Linked DNA regions of Sus scrofa: all the other regions are linked to region 3. Evidence: chromatin contacts called from public HiChIP or PLAC-seq and promoter capture Hi-C data. All regions are on one chromosome and are shown on one strand. The core of a region is the stretch at or near the end of the contact, and the rest is flanking DNA. Distances in the headings are between cores, read along the strand shown. Region 1 holds the start of ASB4 (ankyrin repeat and SOCS box protein 4). Region 2 holds the start of PON1 (paraoxonase 1). Region 3 holds the start of CASD1 (CAS1 domain-containing protein 1).

What was found. Promoter capture Hi-C pulls out the DNA fragments that hold promoters and counts their contacts. HiChIP or PLAC-seq counts read pairs in DNA pulled down with a chosen protein or histone mark.
Region 1: a contact with region 3 is called in a promoter capture Hi-C map of fetal skeletal muscle, with 5 times the contacts expected there. The contact joins the promoter of ASB4 here to the promoter of CASD1 in region 3. A contact is called at or near these places in 2 of 5 promoter capture datasets (fetal skeletal muscle and liver) and 1 of 2 datasets of contacts at active chromatin or transcription factors (skeletal muscle).
Region 2: an H3K27ac HiChIP or PLAC-seq map of alveolar macrophages shows a contact between it and region 3. The contact joins the promoter of PON1 here to the promoter of CASD1 in region 3. A contact is called at or near these places in 1 of 5 promoter capture datasets (fetal liver) and 1 of 2 datasets of contacts at active chromatin or transcription factors (alveolar macrophages).

The regions. Positions count from the first base shown.
Region 1 is chr9:75,108,717-75,111,732 of Sscrofa11.1, forward strand. It overlaps ASB4 (ankyrin repeat and SOCS box protein 4), which reads left to right and starts at 1,662. Exons shown (of 6, transcript XM_021102414.1): 1 at 1,662-1,952. The coding sequence starts at 1,766.
Region 2 is chr9:74,973,323-74,976,047 of Sscrofa11.1, forward strand. PON1 (paraoxonase 1) reads right to left here and starts at 1,386. Exons shown (of 9, transcript NM_001097515.2): 1 at 1,225-1,386. The coding sequence starts at 1,298.
Region 3 is chr9:74,275,055-74,277,915 of Sscrofa11.1, forward strand. CASD1 (CAS1 domain-containing protein 1) reads left to right here and starts at 1,479. Exons shown (of 18, transcript XM_021063369.1): 1 at 1,479-2,210. The coding sequence starts at 1,619.

The DNA of each region.
Region 1 (3,016 bases), core at 412-2,911, 830 kb after region 3:
TTTATCAAATTCTCTACTGTTGGTCACTTAGATTGCATCCATATTTTTTACTATTATTAACAATGTAATAACCCATCTCTATAATTTTATTCATTTATCTATCCTTTTTTTCTGGCCAGATACTTTATGTTAAGGTTGACGTTTTATCTTCTTGAAGATTTAAAATTAAGAATATTAACAAATATTTTAAACATTAAAAAACCCCAAAACTAATCTACAGTATTAAAGGTCAAGATAATAGTTATCATCGGGATCAGGTGAGTGTTTTGATTAGAAGGTGACATAAGGAAGTTTCAAGTCTACCTGAACTACTCTGTGGTTCTACGTGGGGGTTGGTTACAAGGGCGTATTCACTTTGTAAAAACTGTCATGCTGTACACTTGTCATTTTCTACTTTCTTATATTTATGTTACATAGCAGTGTGTAACAAGTTAAAATATTATATTATGATTTGCATCCACATTTATATCCTTAGGTAAATTCTAAGAAAAGAATACATTATAATTTTAAAATTCATGTTGCTAATTATTCTGCCAAAAGATTGTACCAGTTTTGACTTTCACCAACAATATATAAAATGTGATTTCTTTGTGTTCAAATGAACTCTATCATAATTTTTCTAATTTGTAATGACTTACACATTTAAAAATTGAGTATTTTGGAGTTTCCGTTGTGGCACAGTGGAAATGAACCCGACTAGTATCCATGAAGACACAGGTTTAATCCTGGCCTTGCTCAGTGGGTTAAGGATACAGTGTTACCATGAGCTGTAGTGTAGGTCACAGACGTGGCTAGGATCCGGTGTTGCTATGGCTGTGTGTAGGTTGACACAGCGATAGCTCAGATTCAACCCCTAGCCTGGGAACTTCCATATGTCATGGGTGCAGCCCAAAAAAAAAAAAAAAAGAAAGAAAGAAAGTGTATTTTTCTTTCTTGCTTTTTAAACTTGGAAAGATTTCAAACTTACAGAAAAGATGAAAAATTAATACTATGAACATATATAAATTCCTCATTAAATTTGCTAACTTTTAACTTTTTGCCACATTTGCATCCTCTATTTATGCACACACACACACACACACACACACACACACATATCTATACCTGTGTATAAAATACAAGGTTAGATGTTTTGTCCCTTTAGTCTCTTTTTATCTAAAATAGCACTCTGTACCCTCACCCCACCCCACTTTCTTTCATGACATTCAAATTTTTCATGTGTAAATCACTTAATAACCTTATGTTCATTTTCAAATGTGTATGACCATGCTTGATTTTGCAGGCTCATACTACAGATTATTGTAGGTTTTCAGAAGCACATGTAACAACAACTGTAACAAATTTTCATTTGTGGCTATTGGTTAATCAGAGCAAGACACTGGATATCCAGTTGGGCACACCAGATGTTTTTACTGAGGGGGAAAAAAAAAGCATTAAGATCTTTTAAATCTTACATTATTACTTTGATCATATAAGAAATAATGGTGACATTTTATCCTCTAAAATGTATGGCAAGGGTTTGCCTTCATTTGACATGCAATATTATTCAATGAATTATTATAGAACCAGCTTAAAAGACCTGAGAGTGCAGTGACAGCCAAGAAGGATATTTTGAAGTTTGAAATGATCCCTATATAAATAGAACGGATCAGCATAACTTTGGGATAAAATTAGCTGACAGTTTGTGGACTCTCTAGCATGTGCCTGTTTGCTTGGTGCTGTTCTCCTGATAAATCACAACAAAGCTTCCAGAGGGAGAGAAAGGATGGACGGCCCGGCTGCCCCTGTTACTAAATCTGCAACTGCCAAGTTAGTTAAGAGAAATTTCCTTGAGGCTCTAAAGTCAAATGACTTCGGAAAATTGAAGGCCATTTTAATCCAACGGCAAATAGATGTGGACACAGTTTTTGAAGTTGAAGATGAGAATATGGTTTTGGCATCTTATAAACAAGGTAAACATAGGTATAGTTGTAAAAGTGATAGAAAATGGATTTTTCTTTAAATGCAAACCATTAGTTACCCAATCTAAGCTGGTAGCTCTTATTGTTTCTTTACATATTTAAAAACATTTCTCACGTAATTGTTTCTTTTTTAAACTAGGTGAAATGGGCTTATATATGTATATGTAAACCTCTTTTTCTTTTCTTTCCTTCTCTTTACTTTCTGTATCCTTGTGCCTGGAATTCAAAATCCTGTATAATCATATTTAGTTATGCAAATTTCTTTAATTTCTAACTCTTCTTCCTCCTCAACATAGAGTAAAGAAGACATCTCTAGGTTATGGTTAAACAGAGTGCTAAGATATAATCCAGACAGTATAACTAGGTTGGGTTCTGTTAACATGGCCACTTAAAGATAGATCATCTCTGCGTCCATCTGGAGGAATAAGAGGATTTTTGCCCTTATCTGGAGGATTAATAGATGGGCAGGGGGATACCTTGAAGCAACTTGATGATCCTCATCATTTTAATGAGTTTTCAGTTCAGGCAGGAAAGCCAAAAAGTTAACTTTTTTCCTTGACTGCAATGACAGAACAAAATTGTAGATCTACTTAACACGGAGTCTCTGTCTTATGAAAAACTGTGGATGACACAAATTAGAACTGATTTTTTTTCTTATCAAGGGATTTTCTGGAATCCATGCTTAATAAATCAGAAACAAAATAGAAGTGAGCAGACTCTGATTTCCCAAATCAGCCAGTTAATGGGAGAATTTGAGTAGCGAGGCCATCTGGTAAGCAGACCGCAAACAAACACCATGTTCAACATCACTTCTGTTTAAACAAAATAGATGATAAGGTCTTGTGTACAATGTTGAGCGGGAGATAGCAGTTCTTTTTTCATGGTTTAAATACTTTCCATTTGTGTATAGATCATCAGTGCCATCAATTTTCAGAAATTAATGCTAATGGTATATGTATTTCTACCTTAATTTACTATACTCTGCTTGTCAGTTCCGAAGGAAGGATGAGATCATTGAGGCCAGTTACTTCCTGCATTTATGATTTTTACTTGAG
Region 2 (2,725 bases), core at 136-2,635, 700 kb after region 3:
TTATATCTCATTTATTTTCATTATAGGTAATACCACAATGAACACAAATATATATATATAAAATATGATATATTTATATACATTACTATTTTATGTATGTACATAATACATGATATATTCTCATTTGGCAACGAATAGTACTATGATCAATGAAAATCCACATATGGTAATTTTACATGATTAAAAACCCCAAATCACTCTTTCTTACGTTTTTCTAACAGTTTGTGATTCCAAAAATAACCAACCATTAGAAGAAAAAACCCCAATAGTTATAAAACTTACTCTGAATTTAAGTTTCTTAGCAGTCCATAGGGTCATATGATTTTTTTCTAAAAACCCAAATGTTCAGTTTGATTTTTAGTAATGTTTTACTTCAAAGTAAATAACAACAGGGTATTACTGATTAAGCCTTAGGGATTAAGATGATCTCTAGACTTTGAACCCTTAAAAAAGTTACTGTGAAACTCCTGATATAGTCTTAAAAACATTTTTTTCCCCTTGTGAGTACTTGAAGGTTTATAAAATACTTTAAGGAAAGCAGGGCACTAACATTTATTGAATAGTCACTATATCCAGGCACAGTGTTAGATGCTTCTGATACAAGGTTTATTGAAGCAGCTAATAATTTAGAAATATAAAGTCATTTGTTTAAGATCCCACAGTGGGAGGGATGTAGCAAGAGCCCAGGAGGTCAAATGCCAATGCTGGTGTTCTCTCCCCTTGGCCCCACCCAGCCCCCACTGGAGCAGGTGGCCCATTCTTTCCTACCTGCTTCTCCCCACACGAGTTTTCTGTCTCTCTTAACAGTGCGGCCTCAAAATTGAGAATGTCCAGGCAGCCAAGGCAGGAACTCCTTCTCTAACTCACACAATATCATGCCTCCCGCCCCCTGCCACTCTGGTTATCTGTTTTGAAGCAAAAGTTGAGAAGTGAATCTAGCCAAGATACACCTATATTCATGAAAAATTGTGTGTGCCAACAGCTTGGCCGCTCACACCCATGAGTCTTTTTAACCTCTCTCCCAGGCGGAGAGCAAGGGTATGCTTCCAGGTGGCTGGGGAAAGTGGGCTATTTATGAAATTGCTGTGGCAGATAAGGCCAGCACTCGCCTGAAGATTTTCTGAGAGCCTGGAACCTGCTTGGGAATCAGGGGAGCCTCCTGGGCCAGGCTAGAGGGTGGGACAGATAGGACCATGCAGCAGCCCTCGGCACAACCCAACTTACAGATAAGAAGACCGATGATCCCTGAAGAGTGCTAGCCCCAGCCCCAAGAGGGTGAGCACCATCAGCTTCGCCATGGTCCGACAGACCTTGGAAGAATGGACAGACAGATGCACCCAAGATAGGAGATGTACCAGAGACTTTTCCTGCCTGCAGCCTCAGGCTGCCCAAGGTTGGTCCCACCCCTCCCCGTCGGGCTGCTCACCCCGCCCCCTGCACCTCAGGCTTGAGGTCAGCGCTGAGACACTTTAAAGAGAGGAGACTGAGAACGAGCTGCCTAGACTGAGTGAAAAGGGGGGTAAAACAAGCAGATTAGAGGAAATAGCTGTGGGAAAGGAGAGACGAGCTTTGAGGAGCGCTCACTTTGTGCTAACAAGCTTCTAATCCTGGTGGCTCAGAAGGGTTCAGTAACTTGATCACCGTGACTCAGTCTGGAAACGCACAGAAGGAAGAGAGGGCTGTGCTTGAGCCCTCTAAGCCCTACTGAGCAAAGCAGAGTAGGAGGTGCCTCCACATACCCATCTCTGCCTTCTCTCCTGTTACCATGAGTGAGGTGTTTCCTGCTTCACTAAAGGCCAGCTCTTCTTTTTACTCTGGGCCCCCTTTTTTTCTTTTCTTCAGGATTTTGGTCCCAGTTACAATTTCTCTCTCCTACAACATCCACCTCTTCCTCTTTTCTGGAGTATTGCCGTCAAATACCCCCATGCTTTAGTGTCACTCCTCATAGTTTTCTGGGTTAAAATGCTCTTTGATCTCACATTCTAACTACTTACTGTTCTCTTTCTCTGCTCCTCTGTTAAAAAAAAATCTCTTTGGAATACTTGTCAACAGTTGTTGCTTCCATCTTAGTAACTCTTGTAACAGATAAATGATGGCTACAAATTCTTTGACATTGTTCCTGTTGAAAAGTGGGACACAGGTTCTCTCCCGTGAAGTTGAAGCTGTCTCTGTGAATGCCTTAATTGAGTAATGCAGTTGTGCTATTCAAGTTTGCAAATCATTCTCAGATTGTAACTGCTTTGGGCACAGATCACCACTTCCTTCTTTTTAAATCCTTTCCTGTCTTAGATTCATGATTCTACCCTCTCCCAGTCTTTCTCCAGCTTTCTTGGTCTTCTTTGCAGGATTCTCCTGTCACTGATCTCAACATGATGAAGCCCTTGGATAGTTCTCATTCCAGTGGGTTTCCATACCATCAGTGCGCTGGTGCTTCCAAAATGTCCATACCTAGCTCAGGCCTCTTATGGTGGCTCTAAAAGATCATCCTGGAAATGTCTACTTAAAGTGGCGTAAGCCACATCCAGAAACATCCTCACATTTTTTCTTCTGTCACTTATTGTTTCTGAAATCAACTTGTTGATTTATTTATACAATCATGCTCTGTTGTGGCCTAATGAAATGTAAGCTTTTTGTGGTCAGGGTTTTTGCCTTTTCCCCACTGCGATCCCAGGGCGTAGAAGAGAGGCTGGCAAAAAGTGATCCCTTATTAGACATTTAATGACTG
Region 3 (2,861 bases), core at 229-2,728:
GGAGAATGAAGACTGAAAAGTCAACACTACTATTTCTAGAACTTGTCAAAGAAGGAAAGAGATGGAGAGGTAAACACACAGAAACACAGTCCCTGAATGAGCGTCACTAATAAGATAAAGATTATTGGTGGAAGGGAAATACTGATGAGAGAAGGAGAGTTTAAAGAAAACACAGAGAGGATGACTGACAAAGGAATAACTGATGAAGTCATCAACAGCCCCAAGAAAGGGGGACAGAAAGAGATTCAGAGCATAGGAGAGGGATTAGCTGTAAACTAGAGGGAAGGAAAAAGGAAGTCCACAAGCTCTTTACAGTATTTCAGAAAGCCTTCTGGAAACTGCAATTAAGAAAAATGTCAAGTTTCTTTACTTTTGGCAGGCATTAAATCAACCCTGCAGGCTAACACTGGTTATCACATTCCAATCAAAAATTCTAATTTGCTGTTGATGACATCATAGAAATTTCTAGGATGTGATTGGTAGACCATATACAGTAAGCAGAGTTATTTATCTGTTTTTTACAATAGCCGATTTAATTCTTTCAGCATGTGATCAACCTTGGATCAGAAGAATGACAGCCAAAATTAAGCAACCATTTCCAGGGAACAGTCCCGAGTGTTTGTACACTTACTTAGCTTTATTGCTTATTAGCATTACATCTATGACAGTGATATATGAAATTTCATTTAAGTGACAAAATTTTTCAAGATATGGGGTCCATGGATAAAAACATAATAAAAAAGAGTCCTTGGATTAAAAAAATCGGGGTGACAAACTCTCTAAAGTCCCTTCGATATCTAACATTCTATCATTTTAAGGGGGGGCCTATAAATACAAGCTCAGGAATGGCTAAATGGGAAAGTTGTAGAAAACACCTGAAACCATCCTAACAAGGCAAATAGAATGGGAAGCAATACAAATAACCAATTCCACCGGGAAGGCAGTACAGGTGAAAAAAAGAGACAGGGGCTAACAAGCACTTAACAAAGGCAAAGAAATGCAGTGCTTTTTTTTTTTTTTTTTTGGCTAACCGCAGAACATTAACCAACTTCAGGCGCAGGAATGACAACACTTCATGTTTGGCCCATCCCCCTAGGGAACCCTGTGTCAATGCAAATGAAGAGCGGGGTTCTTTTCTTTCTAACACCTACAGTAAGCTACGTTCATTTTGTACCTTCTACTCTGTACTCTGGTGTACTTTCACCCACTGGAATTGGGCAAACCAAGGATTTTTTTTTTTCCAATTTTCAAGAGAAATGGGTCAAAGCAGTGATTTAAAGTTAAAACTAGTCTCACCCGTGGTTTGGGTGCTAAGGCTGCCAGCAGTCTCAAAACCCGACAAGCATCTGAGAGGCAGCCAGGCTGACCAGACACAGCCTGCCTAAAAGCCCCAGTGACATTTAGGTGGCCTTAGCACCCTGCTTGGCAGGTTCAGGAAGCGGAAACTCAGGAAAAGGTGTGTTGGGGAAAGAGGGAGTGGAACGATGTGTACTTTTCTTCTGTAACAGTAGTTTTATTGCCCCAACCTGGGCTCAGGTAGCGTTCAGTGAGTCAATTGAAAGCCCGAGGCTCGCGTTCACGTCGGGCTGGACCCGTGGTCCGCTCTCCTCACATCCCCATGTCTCTGCCACCGCCGCTGCCGCCGCCCGCCGCCGCCCGTGACCCCGTGACCCCAGAGGGCCGTCTGGGGCTCGTGACCCCGGAGCTCTGGGCGTCCGGAGCCCCCTTGCAGGCGCAGCCGCCATTAAGACGAGAGGCTCAAGAGGAGGAGGAAGAGGAGGAAGGGGAGGAGACAGGCGTCCAGGGCGCCTGGGGAACGGGCACGGCGGAGCAGCGGCGGCGGGGCTGGGGGGAGACCGCCGAGGCTGCCGCGGCCGAGAAGGGGCAGGTGGAGGCCGTGGGTACCGCAGCGGCGGCGGCGGCAGCGGGGTCAGTCTCCCCAGCGAGAGGCGCGGGTGACGGCCGCGGGGGCTGGTGGTGGCTCCTCGCCTGGCTGCGGCGGCGGCAGCCCCAGTGCTGCCCCTGTGTGGCGCCCCTTCCCCGCTCCGCCGCGCACTGTTGTCATGGAGGAACCAAGATGGCGGCTCTGGCCTACAACCTGGGCAAGCGGGAGATCAACCACTACTTCAGCGTGAGAAGCGCCAAGGTGCTGGCGCTGGTGGCCGTGCTGCTGCTCGCAGTGTGCCACCTCGCCTCCCGCCGCTACCGAGGTGAGCGGGCCCTCCCCCTGCCCCGCCGGGGGAGGAGGCGACGCGGCTGCTGCAGGCGGCCCCACTCGCCCGACACACGCCCACGCTCACGCGGCTGCCCGCCGGCGTGCTCGGCCAGCTGGGAAGGCGTTGCCCCCACGTGCCCCCCGCGGCGGGCCTGGTACTCCAGGCCGACCAAGTGGACCCCAGCGCAGGCGGCCATGGGGTCGGCGACCGTCGTCCTGGGCCCCCGCCAGCCGCCTACGCTGGGGCCGGGGGGCGCGCACCCGGGCCTGGCCGGAGGAGCTGCTGGGGTCCGGGCTCTGGCGCGGGCTGGGCCGGGGGAGGCGGTTCTGGCCCGGGGTTTGTGTGCAGGAGGTGAACAGGCGGCCCTCGAGAGCCAGCCCAGGGCGCATCAGGCCAAGGTTGCCCTGCAAGGGGTCACCTGCGCCCCAGGGGTTGGGTTCTTCAGCCTCTGTTGTACCCGGCCTCTGCCCTGGAACAGCCGGGCCAAGCTGTTGGACAGCGGCAGGGGCCGCCCGATTTTCCCTTGCCGCTGAGGTAACAGCTGGTAAAAGATGCTCTTGGCCAAATGGAGGAAGTCTCACCCTGCCTTTGTGATTCAGAAACGTTTAAAGGGTTCTGCACACTTTTGCAAAGTAAAGGCACTGG